Regions from separate parts of the Callithrix jacchus genome. Here region 2 is linked to region 1. Evidence: chromatin contacts called from public Hi-C data. All regions are on one chromosome and are shown on one strand. The core of a region is the stretch at or near the end of the contact, and the rest is flanking DNA. Distances in the headings are between cores, read along the strand shown.

Region 1 (7,024 bases), core at 1,489-3,988:
AGGACACAGTTTCCTTATCTGCAGGGTTGTGAGGAAGACAGAAAAAGAGACAGAGATCTTTCCCAGCTCCCAAAGGCTAGGCTTTTATAATCCAAGCATCCCAGAGTTCATTCTTATTGTAACAGTGACCCCTTGTGGTATATATTCTTAACCAATTTAGTTTTGATTTGCAAAGTAAACTGGAGTTTTTTGTTCTTTCTATTGTATTTCACGTTGTTGGGCAAATATGACTTGTTTTAAAAAGATAAATCTTATTTGAAAATCAAAGGTAAATTAAAGCACCATATAGAGGCCAGGTGCAATGGCTCATGCCTGTAATCCGAACACTTTGGAAGGCTGAGGCAGGCGGATCACCTGAGGTCAGGAGTTTGAGAATAGCCTGGCCAAGATGGTGAAACCGCATCGCTACTAAAAATACAAAAATTATCCAGGCGTGGTGGCATGTGCCTGTAATCTTAGCTACTGGGGAGGCTGAGGCAGGTTGCAGCAAGCAGAGATCGCGCCACTGTATTCCAGCCTGAGTGGCAGAGCAAGACTTTTTTTAAAAAAAAACAAACAAAACAAAACCCAGCAAATAGAGCACCAAACCCACCTTATAAACAATTCTCGATGGTTTCTTTAGAAACTGGGCACAGTGGCTCACACCTGTAATATTAGCAATTTGGGAGGCTGAGGCAGGAGGATCACTTAAGACCAGGAATCACCAGCCTGGACAATGTAGTGAGACCCTGTCTCTACAAAATGTTTTTTAAAAGTATCCAGTCATGGTGGCATGTGCCTGTAGTCCCAGCTACTTGGGATCCTGTGGTGGGAGGATCACTTGCACCAAGGAGTTTGAGGCTGCCGTGAGCTATGACCACAGAACCACTGTACACCAGCCTGGGTGAGACCTATCTCAAAATAATAAATAAGAAACTGTATATAGCAGACTTTTGTCATTTACAAAATTAGAAGTGTTTTGATGTTTGTGCTGAGTGCTTTATGTATTCCTCCTAGGGACCAGGGGGAAAGACATGCAAGGGCGTCATCATGCCCCAGCAGCTCAGAGCTGAGCAGGCTGCAAACCAAAGCAGGTGAGGGGTCCCCACACTCCTTCCTCCACAGCATCTCCACTTGAAGGAAAAACATTTGGACTGATGATATCTATGTGGGCCCACTGTTTGAAAACTTCAGGAAGTTTGTCCAATTTGATCACAAATCAACATTTATTTTTATACATTTTTATTATATTCATACAATCTTACCATCTTAGCACTACTCAACTCTGATGCTTCAAACATCTATAGATGACAGTCTTAATGGTTTTATAGAAATTATTTTGTAAAAGCATTTGGAAAGTTGTAAAACTTGACATTAACATAGTTCTTGGGTTCAAAACTTGAGTTCAAGGCATTGCTTAGCTGGGCACAGTGGCTCATGCCTGTAATCCCAGCACTTTGGGAGGCTGAGGCGGGTGACTCACTTGATGTCAGTAGTTCAAGACGAGCCTGGCCAACATTGTGAACCCCATCTCTGCCAAAACACACACACACACACACAAAAATTAGTGGGGCATGGTGGGAGGGAGTGGGCTGCCTGCAATCCCAACTACTTTGGAGGCTGAGGTGGGAGAATTGCTTGAACCCACGAGGCAGAGTTTTCAGTGAGCCTAGATTGCACCACTGCACTCCAGCCTGGGTGACAGAGCAAGACTCATCTCAAAAAACAAAAACAAAAACAGAAAAAAAGAAAAAAGAAAAAAAGATAATTGCTTACTTAAATGAAACTATGTTAATTTTATTAAGAGTGTCCTTTGGGCCTTTACACTGTTTAATTGAGAAAATATATAACAATATAAACCACACTCTAGAAATGATACAAAATGTATTCGTGCAATACAATATAGTTGTTAGAAAAGTGTAATATTGTAATATTGAGTAAATTCAGTGCAAACATAATATTAGATGAAATATATATTGTTTATGGATACACAGCCATATGGTAAACATGTGAAGTCAAGTGTAATCATAGTAACCAGTGGATTTAGAATGGTGGTAACCCCTGGAGGGAGAGGGAGGAGGGGAGTGGATGCAGGGAGGCACACATCTGTAATGTTTTATTTCAGATGAAAATAAGGGAAAGGATACAAATATGGCAAAATATTGATATCTGACCAAACTAGTATGGGGTCCACTGGTGGTGAATGTTATAGTCTTCATGTATTTTTATACACGAGATTTTATCATACTAAATAATAGATTTTAAAAATTATTATCTTCAAAACTTAATGTTTTATCAATAAAATGACTTTTGCGCCATTGCGAATTTCTTTACTCAGGAAAATCTTAGATATACCAATTTCCAATCCAGCATAGCATAGTTGCTGAGGATTTTTACATTTACATGCTAAAAACATCAGCCAATCCAAACATTGTGTCAGGTTTTTGTGTCCAGAACTCAAAGCTGTGGTTAACAACTATAACCACTGAGACAGCAAAATCTTCAAAAACATGCTGAAATTTTTGCTTGACTTACCCAATTTCCTGTTGAATCATAATTTTTATATTTAGCAAACCATGAACCTAAATGAAAGTGCTTTCTAAAGTATTAGATTGTTGCCCAAAATTGAGACAAATAATAATTTGTGTATCTGTGTGTCTCTTAAAAAGCAATCATGTGATTCCATGCTTCATTTTCTGTAGTAACTCAGGGATGGTGTGTAACATGGAGGCAGGGGGAGGCCCAGGACGAGTGAAGAGGTGGGAGGGCTCTAGCCAGACACAACTGTGCACTTTGGGATTCCTGGGAGAGGGTTGGAAGGAAACCCTCATACCACAGTGTCTGAGTAACTTCTGTTCTGAGAAGAAGCAAATCTCAGAAACATTCAGAAGGGCCCATGAGGATTAAATAAATTGTTCTGCGATTTGTGATTGACCCTTATAATTCAGCTCTTTCTGGATAAGGTATCCATTTTATTTGTCTTAAAAAAACAGGTTGATAGTCATGGTTTCTCACAGAACTTCTCTGTTAAGCAGCATATTGCATAGAAGGTAAAAAATGCAGACTTGAACTTACTGGATCAAAGTTTGTGTTTCTAGTAAATTTAAGTGCGTCATAAATATGTGTTGATTAAATAACTTGTCTGGCTTATTTTCTGGCTTTCATTTGCCTTCATAAGTTGATTTTATTTTATTTTTTAAATATAAAAAATATTTAAACTTTGGACTTAAATATTTGGACTTTGAATAGGTTAGTTGCCTGCAAATATGAGGAACTATGTTTTTTATATTACTTGAATATTTATGTTTACCCTTAGAATCCATATCCATAAATTATCAAAGTTAAGGCAGATTCATAAAAACAATGATCCAAAAGATTGAGATACTAGTCTGCAAACTATAGTTCCCTGAGCCTGATGGGAAGCCAGTTAGAGTCTTTGTTTTGTTCGTGTGAATATTCATATATTTTGCTACAGGGTGCTGCCCAGAAGACCCTACTGGGGTGGTTTGTTATATGCAACGTGTATACCATGTTGACTTTTTAAAATTTGTATGTTTCTGAATCCCAAACCACATCTGATTCCAAAGGTTTTGGATAAGGGATTGTGAATCTGTACTGATGTGGACTAATTTTTTCTAAAGACTCAATGTAATATATTGTGCTGAAGTCTTGCATTGAGTTAGATTAGATTATCTGAAAGCTTGCTATTAAGGCTATTTACTGCACTGCAAATGTTTAATAATAGCTTTCTTGACAACCCCTTTCTATTTACTTTTGCTGCTTAGGTGATCTTGGATGCCCTGTGTGGGTCAGCTGCTCTTGGCAGTAGGAAGGGTTGATCAAAGGCAACCCTGGACTTGCTGCAACTGGGAGTGGCCATTTCTAGCATGCAGTATAACAGGGGAAGGCCTGTGTGTTGGATGGAATAAGTAGATTGTGCAGCATCCCTGCTTCCCTTGGGTGACATCAGCACCATTTGGTGGTTTGAGGATTCATTTCAGAATTCAAATGAAAATTTTAATATATACTATTATGTGTTATCTTTGGATTCTTCTGCTATTTATACAGATAATCGTGAAGGGACTTTACTGGATTTCTTGATGCAGAGAATTTTATTTTAACTGTGTTAAAATTATTAATATGGATATTAACTAAGGTATACACATTTAAGATGTGTTGCATATATTTTTATCTTCAAGAATAATAAGAATGCATTAGAGACATTGGAAAATACAGAAGAGCACATAAAAGAAATTATTAACCCCTAATCCCATTATTTAAAGATAACCAGTTACCCCATTTTACAGAAGAGAGGTGAAGCAATTTGCCCATAGTCAACCAGCTAGTAGGTGGCAGAGCTAGGATTCAAACCCAGATGGTGTCTCCAAACCTGTGCTATTAACAGGCCACCTGGTCACCTTGTCCTTTGTTTAAAGTAACCTGAAAATATACAAGCCATACAGGCCATACACCCGTTTGCTCTTCTCTCGGTCTCTCTGTCTCTCTGTCTCTCTCTCTCTCTCTCTCTCTCTCTCTCTCTCCCCCCCTCCCCCAACCTCTCACCTTCTGATTGTTCCTGATTTCTAACTATTTGTGTGACATTTTTAGGGTCCAGACACCTTCTGTGTGGACGCTTAATTGGTACCAGGTCTACCCTGCCCCAAGAGGGCATGGACTCCCTGACCTGATATAGACCAAGTGCCAGGGAAAGGACTGAAGGGGTGGTCTTTAGAGAAGGGAGACTGAGGAATACATCTCCAGCACTCTCCAGCATTGTTCAGGAATGCCTCGGCACAGTTATGCCACCTCCAGCTACAGTCAGTGTTTTAGATCTTGAGATACTGCCTGTGTGAGATATAATAATAATTTGCAGTTTCTAATATTAGTTACATTTATTCTCCCCCAACATTAGTCTGTCTGCTAGTTTGCTCCAAGTCAGCATAGCTTTGAGATCAAGTGCAGAGGCTGGGAAGCTATATGACCTTGGGCAGATAACTTACTACATTTGGGTTTCACTTTCTTCACCTGCAAAATGGGGACAGTGTGGGAACCTCCTCATAGCGTTACTGCAAAAATGAAATGCAGGCCTCCTGTATCTAGAGTACACAGCCAATGGCTGCTGTTCCCTACAGCCCATATTCACAGGCAGCATCTACTCTTGATGGCTTGGTAGCATCACACAGTCATGAGATACTGCAGGGGTGGTTACCTGTTTGTATACTTATTTAATCAGGGAAATGAAATTAAATTGTATATTGCTTGGCACTGGGCTCAGAGCTTTACCTATACCATGTCTTAATTCTCATACCCTTGAAGGCAAATAGTCTCTGTTTTGCTGATGAAAGGATAACAAACTCAGAAAGGGTAAGAAATTGAACCCCAATCACCCACCGTGTCAATGATGGAGTTAGGATTTGAATCGAGATTTGTCAGCCTCATTGAGAAAAGCCCCCAGGCTTTTCTGCGACGCCACACAAAATCACTTGGCATTAATGCTACTGGCCCCAGTAGCATTTTAGAAAAAAAATTTCTAAAAGGGAGACCTAAAAGGTCTTTCTTTTCTACAGAAATAAAGTGTCCACACTAACATTTTATTTCTATAGAAAAGAAAGACCTTTTAGGTCTCCCTTTTAAAAAAGTTTTCATTACACATTTTAAAAATTCTTATTCTTTACATATCTCTAGTTATCTATTCTACATTACAGAGGGATAAATTTAAGTAAAAAAGAACTCAAAACTGTCTGCCTTACTGACAATCACCAACATTTACAAAGCTTACTACTTTATGAAGTGAGCAGATCATATTTTAAAGTTCTGACTTCTTTACATAATCCAGTCTGAGTTTAGTTTGGGGTAATTTGATTAGAAGACCTGCAGTTCTAATGAGAAATAGTTGGGATTGGGGAGCAAAGGGTAATTTAGTTCTCTAGTTTATTGTAGTGATGAATAGTAAAGGCTTTTGACTGTGCTTCATGACCACTCCTTTTTCATAGCTTTTTCTTCTGCCCTGGACTTCTTTTGCAGTCTCAAAAGCTGACCGGCAAGAAAAGGATGCCAAAATAGAAGTAGATGAAGCCTTTTGGAATATGAGGATTGTACCGATTTTGCATGAATTAGAAAAGGGTAAAAAGAAAATCCTATTTTTGTTTTTTTACAAAAAATACCTGTAGTTATTTATATGTTCCCCATTGCCCTGATATTTTTAGTAAGTTTTCACTATCATTTCTGTGAACATGTTCAGAAAACAAATGAAGTCATCTGTTTGTTACCCTGTGTGTTTTAAATATTACAGGCACACATAATTTTTAGTAAGAGTATACTTTAAATGCACCAAGAGAGCCAACTTCTAAAATTTCCTTTGAAATAAAAATTAATTTTCATCTTGGTTTAACCTCTCTCAGGTGGCTGTTCATACTCAAGAAAGCAAAAAATTGAAACAGATTTTAGACTTGGAAACTGAGTCTCATACACTTGAGTCCTTGACAAGTGTGCCCGTGGTTTCGTTGGTCCAACGGGTATGTGTCCTGCTCTCTTGCAGGGAGCACATCTGTCGGGAATGCCACCCATAGCATGGGAAATGGCCTGGCATGTGTCCCACCCTTGAACTCTGAGCTGCCCCGGAAGTGAAGGCCCATAATTGATGGGTCCTTGAAAGGCTATGGAAAGCATGTCACGGGGTGGCCCTGCACTTTCTCCCTCTTTGCAGCTCCTCAGGGATTCTCTTCCTGAAGTTGAACCAGGCTCCTCTGGAGCAGTGGCTGTAGCCCTAGGGAGGGCCGAGGGCCTGGAACGCAGTGCACAGTAGGCCTTTGCTAGGGATTGTTGATGAGCAAACCAGCTTGGTAGCCACAGGAAGATGCTCTAAGAGAAGCAGGGTAAATGAATCCTCCCAGCAACCAAACAGGGGCATCCAGCAAAAGACCTGATACCTGAAAGGTTCAAATGACCTCACCCCTCCTCTGCTCCCCATTGGGGCTTGGCTGTGTTCGTGGTTAATGTGGGAGCCCTGGACAGGGTTTCTGGTCCCAGCGCTGCTACTCACTAA
Region 2 (6,009 bases), core at 1,389-3,888, 190 kb after region 1:
ATAGTGAGCGGTAGGGAGTTGGGGAGGGATAACATGGGGAGAAATGCCAGATATAGGTGATGGGGATGGAGGCAGCAAACCACATTACCATGTGTATACCTATACAACAATCCTGCATGTTCTTTATATGTATCCCAGAACCTAAAATGCAATTATATATATATATGTTATATTGATCCTTGTATGTGTGTGTGTGTGTGTATATATATATATACACACACACACACATACACACACACCTATATCTTTTTGTTCTGAGAAGGAAATTTTTTTTGTTCTGAGAAGGAAATATTCATCTGTTTTGTTCTGAGAAGGAACTATTCATGGCTATATGAACACAGAAATATAATGGTTAAGGCAAATAAAAAAAGAAAAAAGGTTAAGATGAAGGTCTAACACTTATCTATTGGTCAAAAAAGGACAGACATAGAGAGATAATAGAGGAAAAGTAACAAAAGAAATGATAGAAGAGTAATTTGAGATTCAATCTTTATATTGAAAGGAACCAAGTATAAAGAATTAATAATAAAGGGGGTAAGGGAGAAACATATTCTGACATACACCAATGAAATTTTTTTTTTTTTTTTTGAGATGGAGCTTCACTCTTGTTGCCCAGGAGAGTGCAGTGGCATGATTCTGGCTCACTGCAAGTAAATGGGATTATAGGCACCCACCACCACACCCAGCTAATTTTTTGTATTTTTAGTAGAGATGGGGTTTCAACATGTTGGCTAGACTGGTCTCAAACTGACCTCAGGTGATCCACCTGCCTCAGTCTCCTAAAGTGCCGGTATTACAGGTGTGAGCCACCACATCCAGCCAAAATTTCAAACTCTAAAGATAAATAAAAGCATCTTAAGCTCCCAGAATGTTCTTCTTCTTAGGAAAAATGTGATAAAGTATTTTGGGGTGAAGTGTTTGTAACTTTCAAGAGGTTGAGCAAAAGGAGAGAAAAAAAAGAGAAGGCCATGATGGCAAAATGTTAACAATATGTGACTCTAGGTGAAGGGCATATGGTATTTACTGTATTATTTTTGGAACTATTTGGTAAGTTTTAAAAAAGTTGGAAAAAAAAAGAAAACAAGGTTCCTAGAGAGGAATAAAATAAAACAAACAAACCAGTTCCATACTAAAAGAATGAGAATGAGACTGGCACAAGACCTCTCATTATCAAAACTAGATGCTAGAAAATAATGGAATAATGCCTTTACTCTTATGAGAGAAAATGACTTTAACCTAATATTTGAACCAACTTTAATGAAATCTGAGGGAAAAGTAAAAAGATTTTCAAATATTCATGGGCCAAAAAACTTAATTCTCACAAACTTAAAAAAATGTTTTTGGCCAGGCATGTTGGCTCATGCCTGTAATCCCAGCAGTTTGGGAGGCTAAGGCAGGCAGATCATGAGGTCAGGAGTTCAAGACCATCCTGACGAACATTTCGCTACTAAAAACACAAAAATTAGCTGGACATGGTGGCGTACTACTCAGGTGCTGGGATTTTCTTTTGAGACAGGGTCTCACCCTGTTGTCCAGGCTGGAGTGCACTGACAGATTCATAGCTCACTTTTACCTGGGGCTCCTGGGTTCAAGTGATCCTCCCACCTCAGCCTCCCAAGTAGCTAGGACTACAGGCGTGTACCAGGACACAGAGCCAATTTTTACTTTTTATTTTTTTGTTGATATGGAGTCTCACTATGTTTCCCAGTCTAATCTCGAGCTCTAGGCCTCAAGAAATCCTCCTGCCTTGGTCTTCTAAAGTGCTGGGTTTACACGTATGAGCCACTGCACCTGGTCTCTATGAACTCTTTTTTTTTTTTGAGACAGAGTTTCGCTCTTATTACCCAGGCTGGAGTGCAATGGTGAGATCTCGGTTCACCGCAACCTCTGCCTCTTGGGTTCAAGAAATTCTCCTGCCTCAGCCTCCTGAGTAGCTGTGACTAGAAGTGTGCACCACCATGCCCAGCTAATTTTTGTATTTTTAGTAAAGATGGGGTTTCACCATGTTGACCAGGATGGTCTCAATCTCTTGACCTCATGATCCACCTGCCTTGGCCTCCCAAAGTGCTGGGATTATAGGCGTGAGCCACCGTGTCCAGCCTCTACAACCTCTTAAGAGAAAAAATTAATACTGAGCTTATGAAACTTAAACAGCACAGCAATGAATTACTTAAAAAATGAGATGAAACCGTATCTTCATTATTATTACGCTAGTCCAAGCATTATATCAGCTACTGCTGAAACACTGCAATAGCCTTTTAAGTGGTCCTCATGCTTCCTTTGTTGTACCTATCCATGCTCCACACAAGAACCACCATTTTACTTAATTATAATTTAATGTTCCATTTTATTTTTTTAATGTAGGTAATAGATTCACATTGAACAAAATACTTTCACATGATTTGAACATAGGAAGTGAAAAAGGGCATTAAGTCCTTGAGACCTAGACAGTGGGCCCCCTGCACTTCAGAAGGCCTGCTGTGGACCTCCTCTAGCTGTAACCCTCTGAGAGATAAATTCCATAGGACTAGGGCATATGCCCACCCAGATTATGCTTCAGGTACTTGGAACCCCAAGAATCTCTAGTCAAATGGGCTGAGCCTGCTCTCAGGGTCTACACATGGGCCAAGTCTGCTCTTAGAGCCTACATATGGGTTGTCCTTTCTACAGCTGAACACAGGGCACACAATCTTAGGCTCAGAAAGTGGAAAAGCAGCAGCTGTATGTGGGGTATGCAGCAGCTGATGTGAGGGGAGGGTATCCATCCTTCATAGTGTAGGACTGGGCACAGGACTGGGGTGAGAGAACAGCATAGAAGGGCCACATGCTGGCCAGGGCCCACCATGTTGAAATGAGCTTATAATACAGTGAAAAGCCGTGGTCCCATTCCTGTCCCCAGCCAATGGCTACCTTTTCCAAAGACAACTACTGTTTCTAACACAAGTTAATCACTTTAAATAAAAAACCTGAAAATGAATATCCAACCTAAAATATTTTTGTGGTTCTCCATTACTGTTAAGATAAAATCCAAAATCCATAAAGTGGCCAACACAGCACTTTGCAAACTATAACATTCCTTAGAACCATTTGGGGATTCAAGTCTGATCCAGTCGGACTGGGATGGAGCTTGAGATTCCACATTTCCAATATCTTTCCTAAGTGTTACAGATGCTTCTGACCCATAGGCCATACCTTCAGTAGTAAGAGCAAATAAGAAATTAATATTCCTTTTGAAGCTATGACTTCAGCTACCCAAGTAGGGAAGGAAATTTTCCTCCTGGTTTACCCATCTCATTTAAAGAGAAAAAGCGACAGCCAGTCCAGGCAGATAAGAGGGAGGGTAGGCAGAAATTGCCAAGTAATAATAATAGCTAACATTATTCATTCATTCAACAAATATTTATTGGACAATGTATGTGCTAGCATTGCCCTGGAGGGTCCAGCAATGAACAAGAAAAAGTCTCAAGTCTTCATGGAGCTAATAACCTGTTAGGCCAGACAGAATGAATATATAAATAAATAGCAAGTTCAGGTCGTGTTTGGGGCAAAAAAGAAAAATTAATCAAGATAAGGATCTAGAGGGTAAGAAGAGGTGCTATTTAGTTACTAAGGCATATACAAAGGGAGTTTTTGTTTCTTTGTTTTGTTTATACTAAGTTTTAAGACAGGCACAATGCTAAGTACCTTAAAGAAGTGAAGGTTCTTTTATCTTCATTTTGCTGATGATAAAAACTTAAGATCATTGGGATATAGACCCTGGCAGTCTAAGATCAATTTTTGTGTTAATACGTTATTTCTTATTCCTGTTACAGAGGGCTGCAGCTGTACTGTACTCAGCTGAGCTCCCTGTGTTTTCATATTCTGGAAGCCAGCCTTAAACTTTTAACCTGTAAACTGCCAGGCAGGTGTGGGCCTGCCAGTTTATGACTAGCAACATAAGAAACTCGAGCACAAATAGTCACCAGACACACTGCAAGAGTGTGTCTTGCATTCACTCAGCAGACTCAGAGGGATGAGCTAATATTTAGTCAACAAAATTTTCCCATTGCTGGTTTAAATCTCCACAATTTCAATCACTTCCATTTTTCTCTAAAGTTTAAAGAAAATAAGTTTAACATGCAGCAGGTCACTCTAGTTTTAGCAATGGTTCTTAATCTTTTAAGATCACAATCTCTTTGAAAATCTGATAAAAAACAGGCTCTCTCCCAAGAAAACTGCAAGTGAGTACACACAGTTTTGCATGCAACTTAAGGGGCTCAGACACCTAAAATAGTGATAATCCTCAATTTGAGAATGCTTACATTGTAGCATCTTCCAAAATACATCTCTGCTCTGAAAACTTTCCTCTCCCCGGTAAAGGGAGTGATCCTCTTTAATCATTTAATTAAAATAGTTATTTAAAAAAAAAAAACTGTAATTATTAGCATATAAAAAACACAGCTTTATCATCTAAAACAATTCTGCAGCAAAAAAGAAAAAAGGCCTAACTAGCTGTTAAGAATTACTTATTTCAGCTTCCCAAAAGACAAGTTTCAATTATAGGTTATCTATCTATGAATCAGCCATAAACATTTTTATTGTACAGTGAGTGATTTTTCCCTTCTATAGTCAGTAGTTTACAAAAAAGTATGTAGCTGAATACAACTCTGATCCTTGAGAAACACAAGTATAATTTCCCTAAGTCACACATAACTGTTTTTAAGAGAAAGGTAAATTAGTTCCTCCTGCTCTCTAAAAATCATGAAAAGCATTTCTAGACTAAGAAATGATTTAGGGTTCTGTATCACTTTTCAGCTTCATAGTGTACTATTGATTTTAATTTTTTAATAAAACAAGGTGCTACTAAAATGTAAAATGACACAATGGAGAGAGCAGGCAAGTAAGACAGTAACTTTTGATATTTGATGCCCCATGTTTAATTACACATGACTGAATCATAACGTGGTAGAGCTCGTAATATAAGATATCCAAATTATTCCATGGCTAATTCAAGGAGTTTAAAGTAAACAGGAACGTAAGGATGCTTAATATATACTTAAGGTCAGTTGTGTTTGTGACTTGAAAGAGAGCTAAGGCAACATAATAGCAGATTACAGAATCATCAAAAAATACAGACATTTAATCTTGTCATTTTAAAAAATAAAATGGCCTTGATATTTGATTTAAGCAGATTTAGGAAAAATTATGAATAGGAAAGTTTTTATTATTTGCATTCGGTAGAATCAATAACAAAATATTTTTTTTTAGTTTCAAGAGACAATATAATGTTGAAATTAACAGAATAAAGTCTGGAGACCAAATGTCTGAGTTCGAATCCTAGCTCTGCCATCTGCACTAGCTAGGTGAACAGTGGCAAATTAGATAACCCCTTTGTACCTTAGCCTCCTCTTACTGTATGGGTGAGTTACATGGGTGAATGCATGCACAGAGTTTAAAGTGGCACCTATAAAGAAAAAAAAAAATCCAGGCATTAGAATGTAAGCTCTATATGGGTAGCGATTTTTCTGTATTTTTCCTACTAGTGCATATGAGTACCTAGAACAGTACTAAAGATAGTAGGTGCTCAAAAAATCTTTATGACATGAATGACTAATATTGTTGTTATTATATGGTTATTTTCTGGATAGATGGAAAAACTAAGTCAGTTAAGCTTGGCTATTTAAACTTGGAAACCTTGCTGTCTTTTCCCCAATGCCCTTTAACAACATAAGTGTTGTGACACTGCAAACCCAAGTCTTCTCCTAAGATCCACAGCCCCAAAATACGGGCGATAATCTAGATTTTAGTTGAGCAAGAGTGCCATCTAGTGCTCACAAAAGCTACAACAAGCTGAGAATTCGAAGTAAATTTTTATCCAGTGTAAACACAAGGGGGTAAAAACCCACTAATGCACAACTCATTAGGAAAAAATATTCTTCATTAATAGCCAAGGTGTTTGAAAGAAGGTCATCTCTCAATAAAAGAATCTCAGCTTTAAAAATTGGTATATACCATTTAGAAGGGACATTT

Evidence for each region. A called contact is a pair of places that touch in the nucleus more often than the background predicts.
Region 2: a Hi-C map of skeletal muscle shows a contact between it and region 1, with 15 times the contacts expected there. The contact joins two enhancer-like sites. A contact is called at or near these places in 2 of 3 Hi-C or Micro-C datasets (both in skeletal muscle).

The regions. Positions count from the first base shown.
Region 1 is chr4:115,002,918-115,009,941 of calJac240_pri, forward strand. ARMC2 (armadillo repeat containing 2) reads left to right here. Exons shown (of 19, transcript XR_013534472.1): 6 at 997-1,073; 7 at 6,004-6,102. Among named protein-coding and RNA genes, the nearest start is that of ARMC2, 46 kb to the left of the region's middle. Within about 2 kb of position 2,739, at least 2 of the 16 cell types and tissues checked have an H3K27ac peak or open chromatin away from gene starts, as enhancers often do. A contact at or near this core is called in skeletal muscle, where this site is marked.
Region 2 is chr4:115,193,888-115,199,896 of calJac240_pri, forward strand. The region is part of intron 1 of SESN1 (sestrin 1); the gene reads right to left. Among named protein-coding and RNA genes, the nearest start is that of SESN1, 21 kb to the right of the region's middle. Within about 2 kb of position 2,639, at least 1 of the 16 cell types and tissues checked has an H3K27ac peak or open chromatin away from gene starts, as enhancers often do. A contact at or near this core is called in skeletal muscle, where this site is marked.